Regions from separate parts of the Rattus norvegicus genome. Here region 2 is linked to region 1. A link is a contact called in public HiChIP or PLAC-seq data. All regions are on one chromosome and are shown on one strand. Each heading gives the region's core, a stretch centred on a gene start, on an enhancer-like site or on the middle of the called end of the contact. The rest is flanking DNA. Distances are from core to core; before and after follow the strand shown. Region 1 holds the start of Hnrnpa3 (heterogeneous nuclear ribonucleoprotein A3). Region 2 holds the start of Agps (alkylglycerone phosphate synthase).

The links. HiChIP or PLAC-seq counts read pairs in DNA pulled down with a chosen protein or histone mark.
Region 2: an H3K27ac HiChIP or PLAC-seq map of oligodendrocytes shows a contact between it and region 1, with 5 times the contacts expected there. The contact joins the promoter of Agps here to the promoter of Hnrnpa3 in region 1. A contact is called at or near these places in 2 of 12 Hi-C or Micro-C datasets (the A7r5 cell line and mammary epithelial cells) and 1 of 1 datasets of contacts at active chromatin or transcription factors (oligodendrocytes).

The regions. Positions count from the first base shown.
Region 1 is chr3:80,983,435-80,989,047 of GRCr8, reverse strand. It overlaps Hnrnpa3 (heterogeneous nuclear ribonucleoprotein A3), which reads right to left and starts at 3,114. Exons shown (of 11, transcript NM_001111294.1): 1 at 2,963-3,114; 2 at 669-791; 3 at 443-589; 4 at 154-364. The coding sequence starts at 3,034.
Region 2 is chr3:81,151,729-81,157,341 of GRCr8, reverse strand. Agps (alkylglycerone phosphate synthase) reads right to left here and starts at 2,743. Exons shown (of 20, transcript NM_053350.2): 1 at 2,431-2,743. The coding sequence starts at 2,726. It overlaps LOC134486388 (a long non-coding RNA gene), which reads left to right and starts at 2,742. Exons shown (of 3, transcript XR_010065235.1): 1 at 2,742-2,898.

The DNA of each region.
Region 1 (5,613 bases), core at 1,865-4,364:
ATAATTTTATGGTCAGGAGTCACAACATGAGGAAAGATATATATTAGGAGTCACATCACTAGGAAGATTGAGAGCTACTGACCTCAATGTTTTATGAAAACTAAATTTATTTCCTTTCAAAAATTACTAACAAGTTAATAAATTGTTACTTACCAACAATTTTATCAACTGTGTCATGATCATCAAAAGTTACAAAAGCAAATCCTCTCTTTTTCCCACTCTGCCTATCTTCCATAACTTCTATGGTTTCAATCTTGCCATACTTTTCAAAGTAGTCTCTCAGATTATATTCTTCTGTATCCTCTTTAATACCACCAACAAAAATCTTCTTCACTGTTAAATGGGCACCAGGCTTTACAGAATCCTACAAATAAAATAAATTTAAGTCAAAAAAACCAAACTGAAACAGTTCCAAGTATTATACAACATGTTATTAAAATACCTCTCTAGAAACAGCTCTCTTTGGTTCCACCACACGTCCATCAACCTTGTGTGGCCGAGCACACATTGCAGCATCCACCTCTTCGACACAAGAGTAGGTCACAAAACCAAAGCCTCTGGAACGTTTTGTTTGAGGATCTCTCATTACCTATAAAATAGTTCAAAGTATTAAATAATCCTATAGGTCTCCATCCCTTTCTAAGATCATTTTTACCCCAAGAACTCACCACACAATCTGTAAGTGTGCCCCATTTCTCAAAATGTTCTCTTAAGCTATCATCTGTGGTTTCAAAGCTCAGACCACCAATAAACAGCTTCCTCAGCTGCTCTGGTTCCTTTGGATCGTGGCCCTGAGGAAAAAGATTGATAGTTATTTTTTTTCTTGGAGAAAATGAACTTTAAGTTATAGGTGTCTCAAAACCCGTAACAACATTCCATCCAATTAAAAAAAATCTGCTCCACGCTGGGCATGATAATACACACCAGTTAACTTCAGCGTTTGGGAGACAGAGACTGGCCTGGACTACATATCCAATTTTTTAAGGCCAGTATGAGGTTGTCTAGTATGAGGTGAGTAGGTTGTCTTAAAAACAAACAAAACCCTCTAAAAATGGTATCGGGGTCACTTTAAAGTATAACTAAACTGAACCCCAAACGGTCCCAGACTTCTTCAAAACTAATTTTTTAAAGCTACAACTAAAAGTCTAGAATAGTTCAGATGTTTGTAACAAGTCATTCACTAGAAAAATTAACCCCAAAGACTCAGCATTATTCATTCAACCCATGCCATTTCCACTGTCCTCAGTCTGCAACACCAACAAACCCATAATTTTAAAACATGATCCATAAAATGCAACTTAAGCTTACAATGGCAAATTAAAAGAAATTCACATTTCCAGCCAGTCAGTTATTAAGACATTCCTACGCAAAATAGGCATATCCCACAAAGAACAAAACAGAACACAGCCAAGACGTAAAAACAATCCCATAATAATACCTTGTAGGGACTAAGGGTGTGGGTGGGTGAGTTTTGAGGCAGGCTCAAGATAAGGGCAGGCTAAGCTAGCCTGGAACTTGAGGCAGTCCTACCTTACTTAGCCTTTCAAATACTAGGATAACAGGTGGGCACGCAACATTCACACGTAGTTCCACTACTTAGCTATCTGTAATCAATTTACCTTGGTTATACCCATTTCCGTCGAATGGTTTTAAGTGACTTCGAATGCGATTCCTATATTCACAACTACGTAAACTTGGATTTACAAGGCATAGTACATGCTGCCTGACCAGAGGAATTAGGAACAAAACCGTAACTGACTTAGGAAATAATCTACACTGTGACTTTCTTTTGAAGGTTTTACTTTCGCGTGAACGCTTTTAATGAACGCATTAAGACAATTCAACACAAGTCCTTACGGGGGCTCACATTTACACATTTAAAACATCTTCCATTCTCTAGAAACAGAAATGTTAGGACATTCAATATAATAAAAACAGCCACATACCAGAAACCCGTTAAATGATCAACTACCCAAATAATTCACTTAGTCCCATTTATTCAAGCCTCGGATAAATGAATTTGACAATACACAAAAAACAACATCTCTATACACACAAAATTCACGTAATCGTGGTTATGTTCGAGTGTGATCGCAGTTCTCTAAAACCAAAATCCAGTAAACCATAACCCGGGCCAATCCGAAATATGAGAAATTAGATAAATAAGTTCCAAATAAACAACTACACTCAAAACCCCGAAATGGTTAAGACTTCAACCGTAGGACGCTGTAAATACTCCATTCCAAATCCTTGAGCACAAGCAGCGGGTTAGGAAGCACCTTAAAGCAGCAAGCTTTTCAGTAATGTATCCCCAAATGAGCGCTGAGAAAATCCGGCCAGAATATTGCGCGGATTGTCATCACCCAGAAGGCCCGCCAAGGCCTAGATAGATCCGCGCCGGCAGCACCCCAGCGGAAAGCACCGCGCCCGGAGCCTGGAGGCCATCTGCGGCATTTTCTGCCCGGCCGCCTCCCGCCGTTCCCTCCAATCCCGCGCACTCCTTCTTGGCGGCGTAGCCAGGCGGCGGCCATTGCGGGCCAATGCGCCATTTCGTAACGCGGCGGCAGATCAATGTCAATGTGGCCGCCGCCCGCCTGCTCGCTCGCCCGGATGTGCTCCTCCCCTCCCCCACCTCCTCCTCCCAACCGCTCCCGCGGAGGCCCGCCATGCCGCCCGCGGCCTCGCCAGTCAGGCCCCACAGCCCGAGGGCTCCTCGCCGGGCCGCAGACCTACTCCCCGGCCGCGCCGCGTCTTCGAGGGCTGCTGGTGCGGCCGGCCGAGAGGACCAGGGCGAAGGAGGGCCTGGATGAGGCCACTCGGCCCGCTCCCCTCCCCCTCCCACCGCCCTCAGAGCAAAGCGCGGGACGATCGTCCCGGTTTCCCCCGGCCTCCCCGCTCCCATCGAGCCAAAGCCCCCCCAAGCCGGCAACTACCCAGCAACCCCCCGCTCTCCCCCTAATACCTCCTCCCCCCGGCGGCGGCGGCGACGGCCGGAGTCAGGCTGGGGGCGACCGGGCGGCGGTTTTACCTCCATTTTGAGACCGGACTCGCCTCTTCCAACTCGAGTTCAATATGGGACCGAGAGGAAGAGGCGGGGCTAGTAACCACGTGATGTTCTATCCGCGCGCCGCCCGCCCATCGGGGGCGGGGTCACGCCAAAGCGGAGCGCGACTGGACCAGTGGGTTGGCGGGCCGAGAGTGGAGAGCAGGGATTGGGCCGCCAACGGGAGCGCGCGCGCCTCGCCAACTTCCAACGCAGCGCCGCCCTCGCCGCGGTTCGCGCCCGGCAGCTACGCTTACGTCAGCTGCAGCTTGACCAATAGCGAGTGCCCACGTCGGGAGAAAGCCGCGTGACCGCGCGTCAGCTTAGAGAAAGGCCTTTCCCTTTCTTCCAGCGCCTCTCGCCCCTCCCCCGCGCTCTTCTGGGTCTCTATTTCCGAGTTCGCCCCACTCCAGTGCCAGATTTAAAGTCACGCTTTTCTTACTTGAGACTTAAGGTTGTAAGAAAGTCGATTGACCCCTTCGCCTTCCTCGCGGGTGCCCAAATATCGGAAGCCGAGGTGTGGAAAATATGGCTCCGCCAGCTTGGGAGACCCACACTGCAAGTTTCAGTCTTGCACTTCTCACAGACCGCAAAATGCGGCTGAGTTAATAAGATTTCACCTTAGGCAACTTGCTTATTTAAAAGATTAAGATAGTCTGCGAGGAAGAAGCAGAACCACTTGTTTTGGGTACAGAATCTAGAGAATGGGACCATTTCCAAAGTTTCTAAAAGGCTTCTGGCCATATAGGCTACCTACCTGTTGACTAGATATTTGTTCCTTATTTAATGTGGTCATCTGTTTCAAGTTTTACTGTGCAGCATGTGAATGAAATAAGTCGAATCCTTTTTCTGCCTGGCAAAGGGATTCGGAATCATTTGGACTTTAGTTGCTCAAGTAAAAGTGAACATAGGATTAGGTGATCTCGAAACACCCACTGTAAGGGGCCATGGTTCGCTGAAGAATGACACCCCCCGGACTCATGTAAACGCAAAATGTTTTATTCTGTAGACGTCTAGCATGCTGGAGTTTCCCATTACCAAGATAGAGCCGGAAATAAGTTCGCAGGCTCAGTTTAAAGCACCTTAGTGGAATCCCGGGGTTGGTGGTTGTCTTTCTCTAGGTATTCCAGAACCGTTGCCGGGGTGTGGTGGCTGGAAACTGTTGCTGAGGAATCCGGGGGTAGGTGGGCTGTGTTCTACTGCTATCTCTAAGAACATTCCATTACTGGGGCGTGGGGGCTGGCTGGAAACTATTGACCCATTGTCCTTGTTTCAGGCCAGGTGGTGGGGCAGTTTCTGACTAGCTGAAGCCTGGGATTTTAGGCCTAGTTCCTTAACTGCTAATTTGAAGCCTGTCGTGGAATCAGCCTAGCCTTCTCACCACAACTGTAGATTAACAATTTACAGATTTGCCAGGCATAGTATGGGACACCTCTAGCCTACTCTGAAGAAAGAGGCTGATGTGTCTCTGGCCCTACGTGGAGTTTCAGGGAGCCAGTGTATATATAGTGAGACCCTGTCTCAAAAGGAAAGAAAAAAATTTGCAGATCTCTATTTAAAAGTATTGGGGCGGGGGGGGGGGGAGGCACAATTGACAAAGTCTTTTCCTGAAACAAATTGCATATTTTAACATTCTGTGTAACAAATTCCTTTGTAGTTTAACTGTTCCTTCCTGTGAAAGATTAGAAATGGATTCAGATGGTGGCACACACCTTTAATTCCAACACTCAATCGTGAGGCCTTAGCCTGGATCCTCATCTCTGCACACTGGACGGGTGACACACCTTCTAATCCCTCAAACTCACAGTGCTTGGGGAATGGAGGTTGGGAATTTCAAAAGAACCAGGGCAGCCACATGTGGTGCCTCAGGACTTTAGTCACAGCAATCAGGAAGCAGATGCAGAAGGATCTCTGAGAGTACCAGGCCAGCTAGCTCTTGGACATAGACACCCTGTCTCAAAACAGTTCAAGGACATTTACAAAGTGGGTGTGAGGCCACCCTGGGCTACAGGATACCCTGGTTCTAGTTTGCTTTCTGTTGCTGTAATAAACGCCATGACCAAAACCAACTTAGAAGAGGAAAACCTGGTGTAATTCCAGGTCGTGGTCACCACTGAAGGAAATCAAGGCAGGAATTGAGGCAGAAACTACAGCCGATCTTTGGCTGGCTTGCTCCCTGGGGCATGCTCAGCTACCTCTCTCTCTCTTTTTTTTTTTTTTTTTTTTTTTTTCCGGAGCTGGGGACCGAACCCAGGGCCTTGCGCTTCCTAGGCAAGCGCTCTACCACTGAGCTAAATCCCCAACCCTACCTCTCTTTTTTTGATCCTTGGTTTTTCGAGATGGTTTTGAGAGACCGAGTTTTTGGCTTTAGACTCCATCTTAGAAAGCCTGACCGAAGTTTACACTCAAGTAAGCTAACAGTTCAGTATCTAGCTCCAGTCTCCAGTTTACCTCCAATAAAACCTGAGCCTAGCTCCAGTTTCCAGGCTACCTCAAACAAGGCCTGCTTCTCCAGGTATGTTCCCCAACAAATCCCGAATCTAGCACTGGTTTCCAGGTTATTCCTCAAC
Region 2 (5,613 bases), core at 1,494-3,993, 170 kb before region 1:
ACTTTGCACTGAATCAAATACAAGCATTTTGATTAAACTTCTGAGTAGTTCTACAGTGTGAATGTTATCACTACCCAGCTAACCCTGAGCTTCCTCCCACCTCCACCCTATGCCATAAGTGGGCGGCTGCAGTTGTCCCTAGGCTACTGACAATTTCAGTCTTTGACAGCTATGCAAGGACCACTCCTACTTAGAGCAGTTACCCTCAGTCTTAAGAAGTCTTGCCCAGTCTGGCTGAGGTGGCACAAGACTTTAATCCCAGCACTCGGGAGACAGATACAGGTGGATCTCTGAGTTCAAAGTGAACCTGGTCTACAAAGCTAGTTACAGGGCAGCCAGGGCCACATAAACAAAAAACAACTATTTCATCTCCAAATGTTGAAGGCAAAGGTCACTAAATCCAGTCTTAAGGAAATCTGCCCTGCCTACTGAATTTAATAATGTTAAGTGCACATATAAATGTTTAATCACACAGATACATGCAAATGAGAAAATAGCCATGTATATAAAGCCATTGGAAAAAATGAAAAATCTTAAACCCCATAACAGCTAATAAAACTTCAGTGAAACCAGAGAATATAAGTGTCTATCAATTTTACCCTCTCCTATCACCAAGTAACCAAATTCTGGAAACCGTGCACCTCCTCATATTCTTAAACTGGTACGCCTTAGTTCAGAGTCCCGGCATTATGCATTAAGAGTTGAGATTCATAACCACTGTCTGTCTTTGGACATAAGCAACCACAGCTATCTGTTGAGAGCTTGTGTAACAGACAGTACAGTGAACATCTTTCAGCTGCATTTTTCTGTTGCCAAAGCAAAAATGCAAAGCAGGAATTAGCGCTTTTGTTTTTTGTTTTTGTTTGGTTTGGTTTCCATTTTCTAAAACAGGGTCTCCAGCCTCTACCTCCCAAATGCTGGGATTAAAGGTGTATATCACCACATCCAGTTCTATATCTTTCTTAAAATGAGGGGACAGAGCTCTGAGAGAGACAGAAAGTTTAGAGGGTAAAAAAAAAAGACCTAATGGAATTCAAACCTAGATCTGTTTCCAGCCATCACAGTGCCAACCAAGTCTTCCTTTCCATTCCAGTGTGTCCTTTCTGAAAAGTCAGTCTGACGTCGTTTCCCCTCTAGAGCCCTCATCCCATGTCATTCTCACAGTTTCTGGTACACTTGAGTCAGGCAGTTTCTACTCCTGCACTTTCTATACCTGTCACCATTCTGCTTGTCTACCATGAACATTCTCCCCCTCTGGTAGGCTGTTTTCATTACAAATGTCAAGATTTACACAGAAAACTGTGGCTTATTAAAGCCTTTATTCTAACAAATACATATACTCAAAAACCATGAGTTTCAATCATCAGCTAAATTTCTTATACTGTATTACTTTAGTGCCCTACAGTGAATAGCACATTTCAGAATCCCTGCATTTCTGGTACAGTGTGTATGCAGTAAGAACTTACATGGGTTGAATTAATAAACGTCCATGTGGTTTGCTTTTGATGTGTAAACTGTAACACTGGTATCTGCTACATGCAGCACACGTCTTAAAGTTTTCTAATTTCTTCATCTGTAAAAGGGAAGATTCTGCACCTACCTAATAGCTTAGAATCTTAAAAATAATGGATTTAGCCCCATCTCCAGCACTTTGAAAGTACACATTCAAGTAAGCAAAATCTTTTTTTTTCATTCTCCAAGTTTTTCCAAACTGATAATCTCAGAAAACACCATTTCTCCACAGCTTCCATCAGACATAAGAGATTCTCCTCCAATGGTCTTAAGATTTTACAAACATTCTTCGTTCAGACTCCTGTCTTTTAGCTTCTTACGGGATCAGTAGCTGGAATACCAAAGTCTTAAGTCACTAATGCTTGCAGTCTACTTACTGCATCTCACTCACTCACTGGTTTCCTCCCTTAAAGTTAGAACCCACGACCATAAGGAAGTGGTAACCTACCCTACAGAAACCACTCAACACCTTTCTCCAGAGTGCCAATGATCCCCACCCCAGCCTGCCCGCACCCAGGCTTTATAGAATTTCCAGAAATCTGATTATCTAGTGCAAATTTACACCTCTTCCTCGTAGATTAAGAACCCTCCTGCTACCCGTTCCAAAATAGAGAATGAGTTTCTATCATCAAAAAACGAGAGAGGAGATCCACTTAAACCTTCTCCCCATGAGGTCATGAAATGTGTTTCCTTCAAAAAGAGACCAAAATCCGGCCAAGCCATCCCGCCCCTTCCCGACAGAGTCCTGTGTGTCAGGTCCACTCCCAGGCTGGTCACTTGCAAGCTGATGTACTCGCAGGGACCGGAATGCCTTCCGCCCACCGTGGCAACTCCCTGCCCACTCCCGTGCTCTCCTCTCCCTCAGCCCAGGCCGCACGTGGCCTCCCACCGCCAGCTGCTTCCCGGGCCGCTACTCACCGCTTCTTGGGGATGGTGCCCGACTCCGGCGCGGCGGGAGAAGCAGCGGGCGACGCCCCGGCCGCCGACGCGGCTCTCCGCGCTTTGCACTCATTGGTACTTGGAGCCTCCTGGGGCCGGCCCAGCAGATGGCCCGACAGAACCCGCAGCCGCCGACGCGCGCGGACCGCGTCTGGGTCCCGCTCGCTCGCGCCCGCCTCTCCCGCCGCCTCCGCCATGGCTTCCGCCTTGTGCTGCCGCCCGAGGCCGCTGGGCGCGGGTGAAAGGTCACTCAGAGCGGCGCCCCGCGCGACCATTCGCTGCAGCGCATCCCGGCAGTCACCGCGGCGACTGGCGGCAGGGGCCTTGCGCCTGGAGCTTCAACGGGCTCTGTCCCCGCCCACAGCAGTCTCGCCCCGCCCCTCCCCGCCTCGGCCACTCCCGCCGCCGCGCCTCGCCGCGCCTCGGCTTGGCGTACCTGCAGAGCAGGTGAGTTCCAGAGGATCCAAGATTGGCCCAAAGGGACAGGAGGAGAGCCAAACTACACAGCACACCCGCAATGGCCAAACCTATGGGTGTGGCGTCCTTGGATGTGGCCCGAGCGCCTGGAGGCTATTTTCTGGGACAGATGCCTAAGAACCTGAATTGTAGTTGTGGTGCTGCTGATCTGGCAATGGAGCCAAGCCTAGTGAACAACCCTACTTCCCCTGCTAGGTCAAAAACCGATCCTTTAAGCGATAGAGCCAGTATCCCATCAGTCTCGCTTCTCATCACCTACTTAGTGTCTAACACTGCGCTCAGCACTCTCGTGGAGGTCAGAGGACAACTTCCAGTAGACTCCTTCCACCATGTGGATCCAGGGCATCAAACTCCGGTCGTTAAACTTCGTGGCAAGTACCTTTACCTACCAAGCCATCTTGCCCACTTGGAGATGTGTTTTTTATACAGCCTTCAAGCTAATGGTTGTTTTGGGGTTTCTTGCTGCTGCTGCTGCTGCTGCTGCTGCTGCTGCTGCTGCTGTTGTTGTTGTTTGTTTACTTGAAAAGGTGTTGTCTGCAAAAATACTATTGAGTTTGTTTTGTTTAAAGTGTAGTTATTATACCTAGTGAGACTCCACTGGAGAAAAGTAATTTTCTTTTGCTCATGATGGGTACCAGTTTCAGATAGCTTCTGGGTTAAAGGTGGGACGCTGTGTCCACTTCACTCTCTCAACTCTAGGACTCCATCTGGCTTGATTCTCTGTAGGTCCTTTGCATGCTGTCACAATTCCTGTAAGTTCCTATGTGAATTAGTTCTGTTGTATCCGGAAGACACTTTCTTTGGAGTCATCCATCACCTCCAGCTCTTAACAATCTTTTCTCCTTTTCTGGGTAGATCCCTGAGCCCTGAATAGAGGGGTTTGATGAAGACACTCTATTTGGGTGGCTTAGCATCTTTTTATACTTGATTTTCAGATGATATAAAAGCTACAAAGGCCTAGTAATATCTATTTTTGTGGAACTACCTCAGGTCTCTGTTGAATTCCCTTTGCTCTTCTGACTTTTAAGTTCATGAACCCTGTTTCAGCGTCAGTGTACATCATCCCACCAGGGCAAATCTGCTCCTGCTGGGTGTGACTGGGATTCGGTGGATGACCAAGAAAGCAGATATACATTCCTGAGCATTTGATAACAGAGGAAAGAGATCCTTTGGCAAGGATCTAGAGAAGTAGATCTTACTTCAAAAAAAAAAATTAAACCTCAGTTCACCTTCCAGTACAGTGCACATAATCTCAAACATTTTGTCTTCCTTGCACCAGCTGAACAAAAAGACACAACCATATTCATTAGCTTGATAAAAGTCACCAGAGGAGGTAGAGATGACTCAGGCCAAGAATTAAAGAGCTAAGGGTTTTTCCTAACCGACGTCCCCTCCATTCATCCAGTCATTGCTCCCACTTCCTCATATTTTACTTCCGTTATCTTCATCAAACAAACTCAGATGTCACCAGTGACATCGCTGCACAGAAAAATAGCAACGTTGGTTTTGATTTATCAGTTATTGAGTCTCGATGTTCTATAGCCTCTAATGTAGATTATCCTTTGCTCTTGCAAGAGCGTATTCATTCGCCTGTGCTTCCTTAAATGAAACAGAAGCTCTGTCCTCATCTGCCTCCTTCCGTGCTTCCTTCTTCCAGTGGCCTCACCGCCATTTTGTTCCACCAACCTCGGGTTCTTTTACTGCGGCTTTGCCTCCGTACAGCTGGCACTTCCCCCACGCCTTTCTCTCCGCGTGCATTGTTTCCCTAAGCATGTCTGTTCACTTTCGATGTATGTCTTCATTTAATTCTTATTTATGCGTTTCTTTTCCTGCAAAAGAGCCAAAGACTTTGTGAAGGCAGAAGTCATACTGTAACAGAAACATACACTTCAGTTTATATAAGGAGCTCAAATTTTTGAATCTAGGGAAAGAGACTAGAGCTACAGAGGAAAGTGCTCTAGCTAGCAATTCATGTTTGGTTGCCTCCTGCAATTGCGCTTCAGTGATCAGCGGAAGCCAGGTCTTCAACCTGGTTCTTTGTTACCCTCCTCCAAGAATGGTATCCACAGACGTCAGAACGTAAATAGGAGGTACTTTATTATCAATTCATCATGATTAACAACTTTAAACCGGATAAAACAGGATTTAAATAAGATAAGTTTGAACTCTTGTCCACAGGAGGATACTATCTTGGAGCCATAGAAGCTCTGAGAAATGTTTTGTGGTTTGTTTGGAGGTTTTGTTTGCTTTTTGCTCGCTCGCTCACTGGCTGGCTGGCTGGCTGGCTGGCTGGCTTGCTTGCTTGCTTGCTTTGGCTTGAGGGGTCAGCCGTGGCTGACCTACAACTCAGGATAAGATGAAGATGTCCTCCAATTCACAAGATCCACCTGCCTGTGTCTGTGCTACAGTGTTAGGATTAAAAGCCTGTGGCCCTCTACTGACAACCTTGGGGAGTGTTACAGCTTTCGGAGGCTGGAAGCAGCCGGTTTGAGTCTCATCTCATCTGCAGTGTCTCAGAGGCTGAGGACAAATAGGTCTTCCCCAACTCCTACTTCCTGTAGCCACTGGTTGAGTACCAGGGACCAATATCTCTCCAGTGACTCTTAAAGGTCTTCTCTCCTGAGCGAGCTGCCTGGGAACTGGATTATGAACTCTTCGTTCAGGCCTCATCCCCTGAAAAGAACA